Linked DNA regions of Hordeum vulgare: region 2 is linked to region 1. A link is a contact called in public Hi-C data. All regions are on one chromosome and are shown on one strand. Each heading gives the region's core, a stretch centred on a gene start, on an enhancer-like site or on the middle of the called end of the contact. The rest is flanking DNA. Distances are from core to core; before and after follow the strand shown. Region 1 has its middle 8.5 kb from the start of LOC123448613. Region 2 holds the start of LOC123448614 (chromatin-remodeling ATPase INO80).

Region 1 (6,800 bases), core at 1,738-4,237:
TATGAAGTATAAAACACGACATTGCATGACCCAATCATCATCTATGTAGTTTGCAACCACAACTAGGTATGAGAGGGTTTGGTTTCAAGTCCATAGATCACACGTCAAACTAATGCTTTCAGCAGTCTTAAGTTGGTTTTTAAGGATTTCTTTCTCGAAAAGATACAACTTCATGCATTTAGCTCTAATTTTCTTTCTACCAATCAACTTGTAGGAAGCATTCATATACCTCATCAGGATATTGAACCATGCACGCTCTACCATCCTAAAGGGATATCCACGCACAATTATCATCATTGATATGATCTTAACGACTTCGGCATGATCGTATTCATGGTTAACTATAAGAGATGCACCTGGCTCTTCAGGATCAAAATTGATTGTACCTTGACGTTGTTGTCTTCCCTTCTTGTTTAGATAGACTGAACAAACATATTTATGCCTATTGACACTGGTAGTTTGACCCCGAGGAGTATAAGCAAACAATTTTACACAATGCAAGCACTTTGCCTTTGTAGCAACCGCACCTGGCCTCCTCTTACTTACATCCTTCACCTCCTTGAAATTCTACCAACATTCTGAATGCTTAAATCTCATTCTCTACACCTTCACCTTAGTACCATCCACTCCCGCCTTTTTCCTTTTCCCTCGTGTATTTGCCCTCTCTTTGCCATTGACCTATAATTCTGTGTAATTTCAATTGTCGCTTGAACCGAGAGAAGGTGTAACGACTAAGATGCGAAACTATCCTCATTTTGGGGTGAGACCTCAAAAGGGGAAAGAAGCACATCTAAGCATTTCGCAAGCAGGATAAACATTGCAATACATAATAGATGGAAGAGTAATAAGATTTGGCTTACACTCGCGACAAGCTAAATTACACATCCACACACTCATACATTATTCAAATGGAAAACAGAGTCCGACTACGGACAAGATAAACAACAAAAGCTAATGCTATTCTGCGTTGCTAGGCCCACGGTCATGACCAAGTGGCTCTAGTCCTTGGGATACGTCACGTACAACCTGACACTGTCCTCGTCAAACTCCCACTTGAGTTGGTTATCCTCGGAAGCATCTGTGTCTGGGGTACCTGTACCTGTGGGTGGTTGTAGTAATCTGTGAGCCACAGGGACTCAACAATCTCATGACCTTAGTATCGAATCTAACCAAGTCATTAGGTGAGGATGGGGTATGTGTTTGAGTTTTGCAGCAACCTAAGCATTTATGGTGGCTAACTTACGTCGAACAAGAAGTACATATATGTTGGTCTATGCAAGATGTTCGTTAGCTAAGAATAATCACTAAGTGATCCTGAACACCTACCTATGTCAGTCATGACCCCACCATGTTCTCGATTAGAGAAGGAACTCTGAAGGAGACAGTCACGGTTACGCACACAGTTGACAGGTTTTTGTTAAGTTAATTTAAGTTATCTAGCATCGGATGTTAACAAAATATCCATGATTACTACATAATTGCGGGCATGGCTTTCCAAAAGATTTAACCCAGCAGGGGTGCTCCAATCAATCCATCACAAATTACCACAGTCCGCATAGAAATCCACGATCACGATACTCGCGACCTCGTCAGATTCCTTAGTGGAAAACCTCAACTCTGAGAAGACCCAAAGTCTCACCGGAATCCCAATGCACAAGATATATGGTTAAGGTAAGACAAGTCCAGCAAGACGTCCCAACGTGTCGACGAACCCGATAGGAGCCGTGTATCTCGTTCCCACGGCACGACGGATGGAAAAGCCTGCGGGGAAAACCAGTCCTCTAGTTTCCTCGCTGTGGCCCCGTAGTCTGCCCGTTTTGGACCAACACTCATGAGGAGCACCATCCCGGGTTGTGGTTTAAGTCTCCTTGGGGTAGCTATTCGCTATGCTTTATTATTAAGTTATTACCAAATTAACACCAAAGTTGGGTCTTGCCAGACAAGCCTTGACACTAAATGATTTACCAAGGGGGTCCCCATAACAACCCCGAACGCGTTAGGAGCACTCAATTATGGAATAAAATACCGGTAGCCGAAACTAAGACGGCAAAAGTGGAACAAATCACCCGACAAAAGGCCAGGCCTTCTGCCCTTAACCAAGTATATAGGTGCATTAATTAAATAACATTTAAAGTAAGATGATAAACAAATTGGCCATGTTATCACATGGGCCATCTTGCTCCTACAACTAGCAATGCTAATGAAATGGCTGAGCAAGCCTAACTTAGCCAAACAATATTTTCTAGGAGGGGAAGTGTTGGAGGTTTCATGACAATGTTTGATGGCCTATATATCAGGTGGTAGGCAGCGGAAAACAATGATAGAAATGAATCAACTATGTATAACAAAGCTAGAAACGGTGTCAAGGTCACGATCATCTTGCGTGTGAAATCTTCAGAGTGGGACTGCTCCTGATCTTCCTTAATGAACTCACCAGACTCCTCGAACTCGTTTCCCGCACCCGATGCTACCCAAAGAAATAAAAAGCAAATAAACACCAACAAATGATAATGCAACAGACAATATGATGCATGAATGGCACACACTTCAAAGCACACACTAAAATAATCCTACTCAAATGACAATGTGCCACCTCATCACAAATGGCACTTTTGGAGAGTTGCTCAAAAATGAAATCCAGTGACACCATTGGATTCCTTGGGTTCTTCTACCCCAAATCCGTATATCATACTGATATACTTGCATGCATAAAAACACCACAAAACTGAAAAGGAATTCTACCCAGAATCATAAAAACACCACAAGCTAAAGAGGGAAAAAATTCCCAAAATTTAAAAGGGCTGCACCAGGGGTCGAACCTTGGATCTCTTGCGCTGCGGGTGGCTCTAATGCCACTGCGGTATGCTGCTTTTACTGCCCCATCAGAGGAAACACACAAGGTATTATCACTGCAGCTTCTACAACGAGGAAGAAAAAAACCCAGATATAATAAAAGGGGGCGCTGGGATCGAAACCACGATCTCTTGGTCATCGCGCAAAGTCTGAGCCGGTCGGGTTAGCGAGGGGAGTGTGCACAGAGAGGGATCTCCCCCGAGATGATAAGCAAAGGGGCACCTTCTTTGTTTAATAGAGAGGCGCCACCGATGCTGCTGCTCGCCGGAGCAACAACTAGCGCATGCACATGCTACTCGTGGGGTTCCTACGCATGATCTAATCTATGAGCTACAGAGGGGAGAGGTTCACAGGCCCTGCACACACATATGCACGCGCAAGCAGCAGCATGCTGTGGCTACTTCAACCTGCCGGTGCAACTCCGGCAGGCATCGAGCTCATCTAGCTATGACATGGCTAACAGAGAGGGGGCGGAGGAGAGAGGGGCTGCGTCTCACCTAGGGGTAGAGAAGAAGATCCGGTGCAGGAGAGGAGGGAGGTCGACGAGCCGGAGTGGAAGAAGCTCACTCGAGGGAGTGGAAGAAGCCGTCGTCGGGGACGTCATGGAAGAAGCTCTCGACGCCGGATCTTCGCGAAAATGGAACGCCACCATGCACCTCGTTCTTGTGGTTCATACGGGGGACAAAGGGGTCGCCGCTACCTATGTCGGTGTCGAGCTCGAGTAGGAAGCAACCATGGCGTCGGGGTCGATGTGCAGGTGGCCTTGATGGAGCGAGGGGGGAAGGAGGAGGGAAAATGGGGCGCTAGGGCATGGAGAGGGGGAGGAGGATCTTTATAGCTCGCACGCCGAGGTAGAGAGCCGTCGATCATGGGGAAAAGATCGATCGGTGGCTCTCCATGGTTCGTACGACGCTGACGCCGAGAGGTGGGAGAAGAGTCGCGTTGGTGGGCTCTGGGCTGTAACTAACACACTTGGGCCTCTCTCTCTCTCTCCGGTTGAAAAGCTTTTTCCAAAATCAAATAGAACAGGTTCAAATAAATGTGCGATCTAGAAGAAAAAGAGTTTTAACAAAATAAAAATACCTTTGTTCTTCTGAAATGTTACCACTATTTATAAAAATAAGTAGGGCATTTTAGAAGAACAAAAATAAAATCATTTTATATAACACGGGGCTCTGTTTTAAATAAAACCAAAGGATAATAAATTCAAAGAAAAGGGTGTTGCACCCCACAATTAATATGAAGAACTTTTGAAGAGGAGGAACATTTTTATTGAGGCAAAATAGAAACTTTTAAATCTACATCAATTATCATTGGAAAGGAGGGATTAAAAGGTATGGTGCAACAAGGGTTTTTTGAAGGGACTCTTGTTGCACCCACTCACATTGCAGATACCCAATCACATCCACACATTTCACTCACACACATACCAAGATGTAAGACAACAACAAAAGAGAAGAACAAAAGAAGAGATGATATGCATGATGCCATGATGTCACATAAAATGAAGACACAAACTTAAACTCTTTATTCAAATCCAACATGTCAACATAGGAAGGTTTCCATACAAGGGAAGATAATAGCATGAGAGTGTGAGACAAACAATCTTACTGCTCCCGATCCAACACCGATGACGTCAGCATCGGAGCATGTCGGTGACGTCACCTTCTCTGCTCTTCGATGCCTTCGTACGTGCGCTTGCTGATGAGGAGGAGGTGGCTTTGCTGCCGCAGAAGGAGACTCTCGTGATGCTGAATTGGAGGACGACCTCGTCTTCCTCACCAGCTTTCGGGCCTTAGACTCCATGCTTGTAGTCTCTCCTATAGGCTATGGTCGCTCCCAACGTTCCATGGGAGGCAGATGGAGATGGAGAAGCCGCGGAGGGACGGAGGCGGGCCAAATTCGAAGTCAAGTGACACCAGCCGCCAAAATAGAGACCGGTCGATCTAGCTGCCGCCCTACTCGCGTGGTCAAAGACCTAGACCTAGCTTTCTCCATCTCTATTCTCTAAGAAGTCTTCTCGTCTCCTTCTCTGGTCTGGGATCTTCCTAAGGGCATGTACAATGGTGGCATATGGATATAGATGTCCCATGATAAAAAGTAGCTTGAGGCATTTATATTGACTTTTTCTCTGCAATGCAAGCTACCATCAGGGTGCCTCATCAAAGAATAAAAAATAAAGACTCTAAGACTCATGCATCTCTACTTTCCGTTCTAACTTTTCATCTTTTTACACCGGACCTCACCTTTTCTTTTCAAACACCTGCCTCCTGCATAGGATCCCGCTTCCTTATTTGAACCTACTTTTTATGACACCCGATCCTACATGACATACGGGGCATCACCGTGAGTCTATGCATTGTACATGCCCTAAGTAGTGTGGGGTAGGGCTATTAAGGATACTGATCAGATTCCCACGAGGGCGAGGTGGGTTGTGGTTTGTGTGGTTGTGGGCTGGGATGTGGCATGTATGTGCATCTGAAACTTAACGAGCCAAATGAGCTACTTGTGATACTCGTGATCTAGCTCATTAAGCTCATTTATATTAACGATCTAAGATTGATGTTCAACTTGGCTCATTAACTAACGAGCATGAGCCTTAACAAGTCGAGTTTCCGGCGCTCCTTAAACTCATGAGTAACAAGCTTTTCGTCCAGCCTACTCGTGAGTTCTGAATTCGAGAGAGGACTCGATGGGGTTGTGCTTGAAGCGTAAGTAGGTGTTCAGGATCACTTTTTGATCATTATTAGTTCACGTATGTTTATGCGTAAATCACCCCTCTTGTTCTTGTACTCGTAAGTTAGCCACTCAAATAAATGCTTAGTTCTAGTTGCAGCCTCACCACTTAAGCATATCATGATACCTATGGAAATGAGATTTCTAAGTCCATGTGGCTCACAGATTACTACAACAATAGTTGGAGGTACATGTAAAGTGATACTTTGACGTGAGCGCGATGATTGTTCTATTTGGAGTTTCTTCTTCTTCATCATCATCGAGCATAGGATGGGTTCCAGACCGGCAACCTAGGATAGCAAGGATGAACATCGTTTTGTTGTTTGATTTCGTCCGTAGTCTGACCCTACTCTTCTACATGGTGAATGAATGTATTGCTCTAGTCTGATGTTCATGTTGTAGCTTGTGGCGAGTGTAAGCCAATTTCATATACTCATCTCTTCTTTACATGTACTTGTAACGAAATCCATTCTTGCGGAACGACGAGATGCGCTCTATCCCTGTCGAGGTCCTGGTGCCAAAATAAGGATATGATCGCATCCTGGGCGTTACACCCCCACACCCCCCGCACACTCGGATTAAAAGGGTGCTTGTGGGTCGCTAACGCATGGGCGATCATTGTTAATAAAGACGATGTTGGCTTTGACCGGGCGCACGTGTGAACGGGAGCAGACATGAGAAGGCGTGGGTCGCGTCCGCATCTGTCGACGTTCTGGGAACGGGGGTACCTAGATCCGCCTGCCTGCGGCCCAGGGCTGGCCCACTTCATCAACCAAGCACCAGAAGGCTCGACAAGGCCCTCGTGAGGGGCCAAGCCTCACGAGGAGAAATGGCATCAACACCCGTGGGGGGCTCCTCAGGACCCCTCCGGAGCGGCGGATATTCCAAGGCAAGGTCTGGCCACGGAGTCAAGGGTGACGCAAGGGAAGGACAGGCGAGCAGCAGACGGCAGGACGGAGCAGTTTCCCCTTTAGTGCAAAGGGAGCAAGGACGTACCAGGGTCCCAAGGGCATCTTCCAAAGGTTTCCCTTCTGGTGCAACGAGGCCGTCACCGCCCGCCAATAGGACAGACGTCACCCCCGGGCCCGTTCCTGCAGCACGGGCATCTACTTTGCACGCGAAGACCACCTTTGGGTAGGGGAGCATGTTCCCCTGTTCCCCTTCCAAATTGGCCGCTGTGGGATTCCCTCCCGCCAAAACTATAAGGGAAG
Region 2 (6,800 bases), core at 1,557-4,056, 200 kb before region 1:
GCTCGTGAGACAAATACCTGTTCCTTATCTACCCGTTTCCAAAATATCAACATATCCCTAGCAAGCTTCCTTGTACGTACTGGAGCACTTCTCATCAGTTTCAGTGACCTGCTGACTTTGAGCTTCACCTGGATGTCAAACAAGAAATGAGTAAAGGCTTCAGAACACAAATGGGTCAGCAAGAATGTAAACTAGAGCACATTTAAATGGTGTAATACTTTAAGGTGACACAATAGACAAATGCAATACCTCCCGTTGACAATTCTCAGAAAAGCGTTTAGCATCCATTTGCCGTTTCTTCAGCAAAGTAGTGAAATTTCTTTGATGCTTTGGAATGTTTCTAGCAATAATATGCCAGCGTTTCAAAAAACTTGCCAAATCTTCTTTCATGGTTTCAGAATGTTCCTTTGTCACTATTTGCTTCTTTGGCAAGCTCCGCTCAATAATCTGCATATATGAGATCACCTAATTGATAAGTACACACTAATACAACAGTATGAAACCAAATATTTCAACAAAAGAAACCAACCTCATATGTATCTCCTTTTTCCAAGACTTTAACATAATGAACCTGCAAACTGCCAGATTCTGAAATAATAGATCTCCGTATCCTCCCAGCTGATCCTTCTGGAATTGCAAAGGGGTCCTCAGTTACTTGAAGTGCAAATTTCTGCATCTTCACCCTTTCCTGGAGTGATTCATGTTGAGGCTGAGGTTCGGCTAATCCACCACGATTAGTAGCCTCAAACTTCCGGTCAGTGCCAAGCATTGCTGACAGGGTGCGCAGATCTAGCATGTCATTCAAGAAATGCTCCTCGACACGTATATCAGAAAAAACAGGCAGATTGAGGGAAGATGCCAACTTATCATAACCCTCTGGAATTAAGTAGCTCACATTATCCCCCATATCCAAAGAGGAAGAATCAAGTGAAGCTACAATCTTATTGAAACCACCATATGCGCTAATAGATCCCATCCCATTGTACTCAGGTGAGGTTTCTACCACACCTAATGCTGCAACATCCTTGAAATCGCTTCTGCATTTCATAACTCTTGTATTGCTATTTTTATGTTTTATCATTTGGGGGGTGTCTGCCCGAGGAGGATCAGAACCAAAAACACCCTCATTAACCTTTGACCTTCTGTACTTTTGAACATGTTCACTCAGCATTGTACGGTAGTACTCCTCAGTTATTTGGTTACTGTGGGCATCTGCTTCCTCATCATCGCTCGCAACACCAAGATGCCTTTTTCGCTTTCGATGCAGCCCATGAGAAGCATCACTCACACCATTGTACTGATCCGACAAGGACTCTTGACCTTAAAGGAAAAGTTGGGTAAGCAACAAGATTCACACAGAAGCATATATGCAACAGAAAAGCCAATGAAAAAGTCCTTCGTAAAGAGCTAATACAACAAGATGGATTTTAGACAATTGCCAGAGAGAGAGAGAGAGAGAGGGAGGGAGAGAGAGACAGAGAGAGAGCTTTGAGCAATAAAATATACTAGTAAAGAGAATGAAGAAAGGAAGAAAGAGTTGAGCTTACCTTGGCTACTCACGCTCCCATTTGGGCTACTATTCCCATAGCGATCAAGATCTTCCGGTAAAGGGACCTTAAAGTTTAGCAATGGCTACAATGTCCAGTAAAAAAACTAACATAAGAATGATAGATCAACAGAACTCAACAAAACAACAGCAATGTAAGAGCAGAAACAAGTTGTCTGCTTCACCAAGTCAAAAACAAAAGGCAGATTCCCCCCTTTTTCTAAAGACAGATGATGTCCACTATTTGTATTTTCCACACTAGATCGCTACCCAAGGCAATACATATTTCAGTTAACCTACACCCACACAGATAAAAAAGCAGACAGCAAAAATACCACTACAGAATCACCAAAATGATAAATGTGTAAGCCCCAATACGCAAATAAAGTAACAAATTCTAATTTGACCGAATGAAATTCCATTGCAAGCCCCAAAATCTAACATTAACAAACTGCAGAAACTTTGAACCCTTTTTTTATAGGGAGCATAAACTTTGAGCCTAATAGCAGAATTCTGCAGCACAAGCTAAGGATAGTTCAGCAAGAAACTAAAGCCAAGAGTCATGTGGAGATCCCAGCAACTAAAAAACTTCAATCGTAACTGAAACATAGCTGACGTATGCAATTGCATCAAAACGATATCCTCCTAATATATAAATGCTAGACAATCTAGGCAAAGGCATAAGCAGCAGAGATGATAAAAGATGACAAGACAAGTGGTAAACCGGACAAGGATAGCACCAGTAACCAGGGAACGGTAGCACAAGGCATCAGGTAATAAGCACGATTGCAACACCATCAACAAATAACCTGCATTAGTTTCAAACTAGCGAGCATCTAAACCTTGAGCCGAAACCGGCAGCGAGAGAAATCCCCGAGTTCAGTGACAAAGAGCTCCACAGACCATCCCCAGCCCCCGATCAGTGATCACGCCGCGCCCCTAGCACAAGGCAAGGCTTGCCACGCAGAGAGGCCTCCAGTCAGGCGAAAAAAGAGAGACAAGAAACGAGCAACTACCTCGAGGTTGAAGAGATTGGAGTAGGAGAAGCCGCTGCCGTTGGCGACGCCGCGCGGGGAAGGGCGGCGCGGGTCCATAGCGAAACCCTAGCTGGCGCCCCCGCGCGCGCGCGTGTGGAGGGACGCTCCGGGGGTGGAGTGGGAACCAAGGCGAGCGCGGGGAGCGGCGAGGATGGCGGTGGGGGCGGGCCGCAACGGCGGGGGAGTCGGCGAGATTAGGGTTAGGGTTTGTGGACGGGAGGAGGGGGGAGGCAGAGGGGACGCGGTGGAGGGGGGGGCGGATGTGGTGGGGGAAGTTAGTAGTAGGAGGCATGGCTTGGCCGAAGGAGAAGAGAGAGAAACAAAGGGTGTGCGAGGAGAAGGGAGGGTAGCAGGGAAAGCGAAACGGGACGGGAGTGCTAAGGGGTAGTACTAGATGACCCGTTGCGTCCGTCATGTAAAAAACTAGCGAGCCAAGTATTCAAACCGTGCAAATGTGATTCTTTAGGGTATGTTTGGTTTCAAATAAGGATGCGTTCCGAGTCCCTCCGCTCCACGACTCCGTGCCGGAGGGGAGTGGCAGTCAGTTAAAATTTGCAGAACTGGTAAAAGGACGCTCCGTCCGCTCCACTCCGTGGAGGGCCGTCGAACAGGCGCTAAGTCACTAATTTATAAGTTGAAAAGTGCAAAAAATGACTTATTTTATCAAACAGACTCAACTTATAAGTCACCCTAACTTATAAGTCATAAGCCGATATTTAGTCCGTTGGGGTTGGCCCGGCTGACATCCAGCTGTTATAATTAGATCGACGTTTGTGTCCAACAAGGCCACGACCCATAAACGATGCAGAAAAAAACATTTTAAAATATAAAAAACATTAGTTAAACATTTAATGTCGGCCTTTGGAAGGCCGACGATGGTCCATATTACATTAAATGTAAAATCTAATAAACTAAAAAACGAAGAGGCACGCTGTCCTAAGCGTCCTCCTCGTCGTCGTCGTCGGGGCCGATGAGGTCGACGAGCCTCGGCGCCGAACCAGCCAGGGGAAGGTCGTCTCCCAGGCGGCGGCGGCGGCGTCCGCCGGTGGTTGCACCGGCGCGCACTGGGCAGCACGTCGCTCCTCCTCCTCAGCTTCGGCCTCGCGCTCCATCAGCTCGATCCGTCGGGCCTATGTGCCCTCCTTCGACTCCCGTCGATGCCGTCAGTGCTCCATGTAGGGCGTTGTTGGGGAACGTTGCATGGGAAACAAAAAAAATTCCTACGCACACGAAGACCTATCATGGTGATGTCCATCTACGAGAGGAGATTTGCATCTACGTACACTTGTAGATCGCATAGCAGGAAGCGTTAAGAAACGCGGTTGATGTAGTGAAACGTCCTCACGTCCCTCGATCCGTCCCGCGAACCGTCCCATGAACCGTCCCGCGATCCATCCCACAATCCGCTCCGATCTAGTGCCGAACGGACGGCACCCCCGCGTTCAGCACACGTACAGCTCGACGATGATCTCAGCCTTCTTGATCCAGCAAGCAAGACGGAGAAATAGATGAGTTCTCCGGCAGCGTGACGGCGCTCCGGTGGTGGTGAAGGATCTACTCATGCAGGGCTCCGTCCGAGTTCCGCAGAAATACGAGCTAGAGGTAAAACTATGGTGTCTAGATCTGACATGCACGTGGCAAAAGTTGTCTCAAATCAGCCCTAAATCACCACTATGTATAGGAGGGAGGGGGAGGAGGCTTTCCTTGAGGGCCAGGCCCTCAAGGGTGCGCCCGCTAGGGAGGAGGAGGAATCCTACTCCAATCCTTGTCCAACTAGGATTGTAAAGTGGAGTCCTTCTCTTCCTTCCCACATTTCCTTTTTTTCTTTGGTTTTTCTTTCTTGGCGCATAGGTCCCTTTGGGTTGTCCCACCAGTCCGCTAAGGGTTGGTGCGCCACCCCTAGGGCCTTTGGGCTTCCCCCGGTTGGGTTGCCCCCCTCCCGGTGAACATCTGAAACCCATTTATCATTCTTGGTACAATCCCGGTAATGCCCGAAAACCTTCCGACAACCAAATGAAGTCATCCTATATATCAATCTTCGTCTTCGGACCATTCCGGAAACCCTCGTGACGTCTGTGATCTCATCTGGGACTCCAAAAAACATTCGGTAACCACACATATAACCCAACTATACTAAAATATCGCCGAACCTTAAGTGTGCAGACCCTGCGGGTTCGAGAACTATGTAGACATGCCCCGAGGTACTCCTCGGTCAATATCCAATAACGGGACCTGGATGCCCATATTGGATCCTACATATTCTCCGAAGATCTTATCGGTTGAACCTCAGTGTCAAGGACTCATATAATCCCGTATGTCATTCCCTTTGTCCATCTGTATGTTACTTGCCCGAGATTCGATCGTCGGTATCCGCATACCTATTTCAATCTCGTTACCGGCAAGTCTCTTTACTCATTCCGTAATACAAGATCTCGTGACTTATACTTAGTCATATTGCTTGCAAGGCTTGTGTGTGATGTTGTATTACCGAGTGGGCCCCGAGATACCTCTCCGTCACACGGAGTGACAAATCCTAGTCTTGATCCATACTAACTCAACGGACACCTTCGGAGATACCTGTAGAGCACCTTTATAGTCACCCAGTTACGTCGTGACGTTTGATGCACACAAGGTATTCCTTCGGTGTCAGTGAGTTATATGATCTCATGGTCATAGGAACAAATACTTGACACGCAGAAAACAATAGCAATAAAACGACACAATCAATATACCACATTCATAGTTTGGGTCTAGTCCATCACTTGATTTTCCTAATGATGTGATCCAGTTATCGAGCAACAACACTTTGCACATAGTCAGAAAACCTTGACTATCCTTCATCAACAGGCTAGCCAACTAGAGGCTTGCTAGGGACATTGTTTTATCTATTTATCCACACATGTATTTATGTTTTCGTTCAATACAATTATAGCATGGATAATAAACGATTATCTTTAAACAGGAAATATAATAATAACTATTTATCATTGCCTCTAGGGCATATTTCCAACAGTCTCCCACTTGCACTAGAGTCAATAATCTAGTCCTCACATCGCCATGCGATTTACATTGTAACAAATCGAACACCCATACAGTTCTAGTGTTGATCATGTTTTGCCCGTGGAAGAGGTTTAGTCAGCGGGTCTGCTACATTCAGATCCGTGTGCACTTTGCAAATATTCACGTACTCTCCTTCGATGTAGTCGCGGATGAGGTTGAAGCGTCGTTTGATGTGTCTGGTCTTCTTGTGAAACCTTGGTTCCTTTGCTAAGGCAATGGCACCAGTGTTGTCACATAACAGAGTTAATGGATCTAGTGCGCTTGGCACAACTCCAAGATCTGTCATGAACTGCTTCATCCAGACAACCTCTTTGCTGCCTCCGAGGCAGCCATGTACTCCGCTTCACATGTAGAATCTGCTATGACGCTCTGTTTGGAACTGCACCAGCTTACTTCACCCCCATTAAGAATAAATACGTATCCGGTTTGCGACTTAGAGTCATCCGGATCGGTGTCAAAACTTGCGTCGACGTAACCCTTTACGACAAGCTCTTTGTCACCTCCATAAACGAGAAACATTTCCTTAGTCCTTTTTAGGTACTTTAGAATATTCTTGACCGTCGTCCAGTGATCCACTCCTGGATTACTCTTAAACCTAGCTGACTGTAACGACCAAGATACGGTCCTTTCCGATCTGGGGATCGAGGCCCCGAATTGGAAAGGAGCGCATCTAAGCGTCTCGCAAACAGGTAACACAGCACATACATAATAATAATAATAATAAATAGACAATCAGGGGTTCAATTGCCTTCTCATAAATATATCAGAGTACATCATGCATACAATCAAAGTAGTTCCGCTACGGACTACAAAACAAGAGAAAATGGCTATGCTACCCTGCCTGCTGGCCCACGATCACGACCACGCCTCATTCTTCTAGATAGTTCACGTACAGGCGGTCGGTCTCCTCATCGTACTGCCACGCCAGCTGCGTGCCGTCGGGATCACCTGTCTCTGGGGTACCTGAACCTGTTGGTATTGTGGAGGAATCCGTGAGCCACGGGGACTCAACAATCTAAGACCTTGGTGCCAGAACTAGTCAAGTTATTAGGTTGGATAGGGTAGAGTGTTTAAGTTGCAGTCTCCTAAGCTTGATATGGTGGCTAACTTACGTAGAACATTTATGAAGGTGGACTATACTATCGGTCGAGAATACT

Evidence for each region. A called contact is a pair of places that touch in the nucleus more often than the background predicts.
Region 2: a Hi-C map of leaf shows a contact between it and region 1, with 4 times the contacts expected there. The contact joins the promoter of LOC123448614 here to the enhancer-like site in region 1. A contact is called at or near these places in 2 of 6 Hi-C or Micro-C datasets (leaf and seedling) and 1 of 1 datasets of contacts at active chromatin or transcription factors (embryo).

Annotation. Positions count from the first base shown.
Region 1 is chr4H:356,332,653-356,339,452 of MorexV3_pseudomolecules_assembly, reverse strand. No RefSeq gene overlaps it. Among protein-coding and RNA genes, the nearest start is that of LOC123448613, 8.5 kb to the left of the region's middle. Within about 2 kb of position 2,987, at least 2 of the 3 cell types and tissues checked have open chromatin away from gene starts, as enhancers often do. A contact at or near this core is called in leaf and seedling, where this site is marked.
Region 2 is chr4H:356,527,757-356,534,556 of MorexV3_pseudomolecules_assembly, reverse strand. LOC123448614 (chromatin-remodeling ATPase INO80) reads right to left here and starts at 2,806. Exons shown (of 22, transcript XM_045125567.1): 1 at 2,563-2,806; 2 at 1,548-1,632; 3 at 530-1,320; 4 at 250-447; 5 at 18-128. The coding sequence starts at 2,640.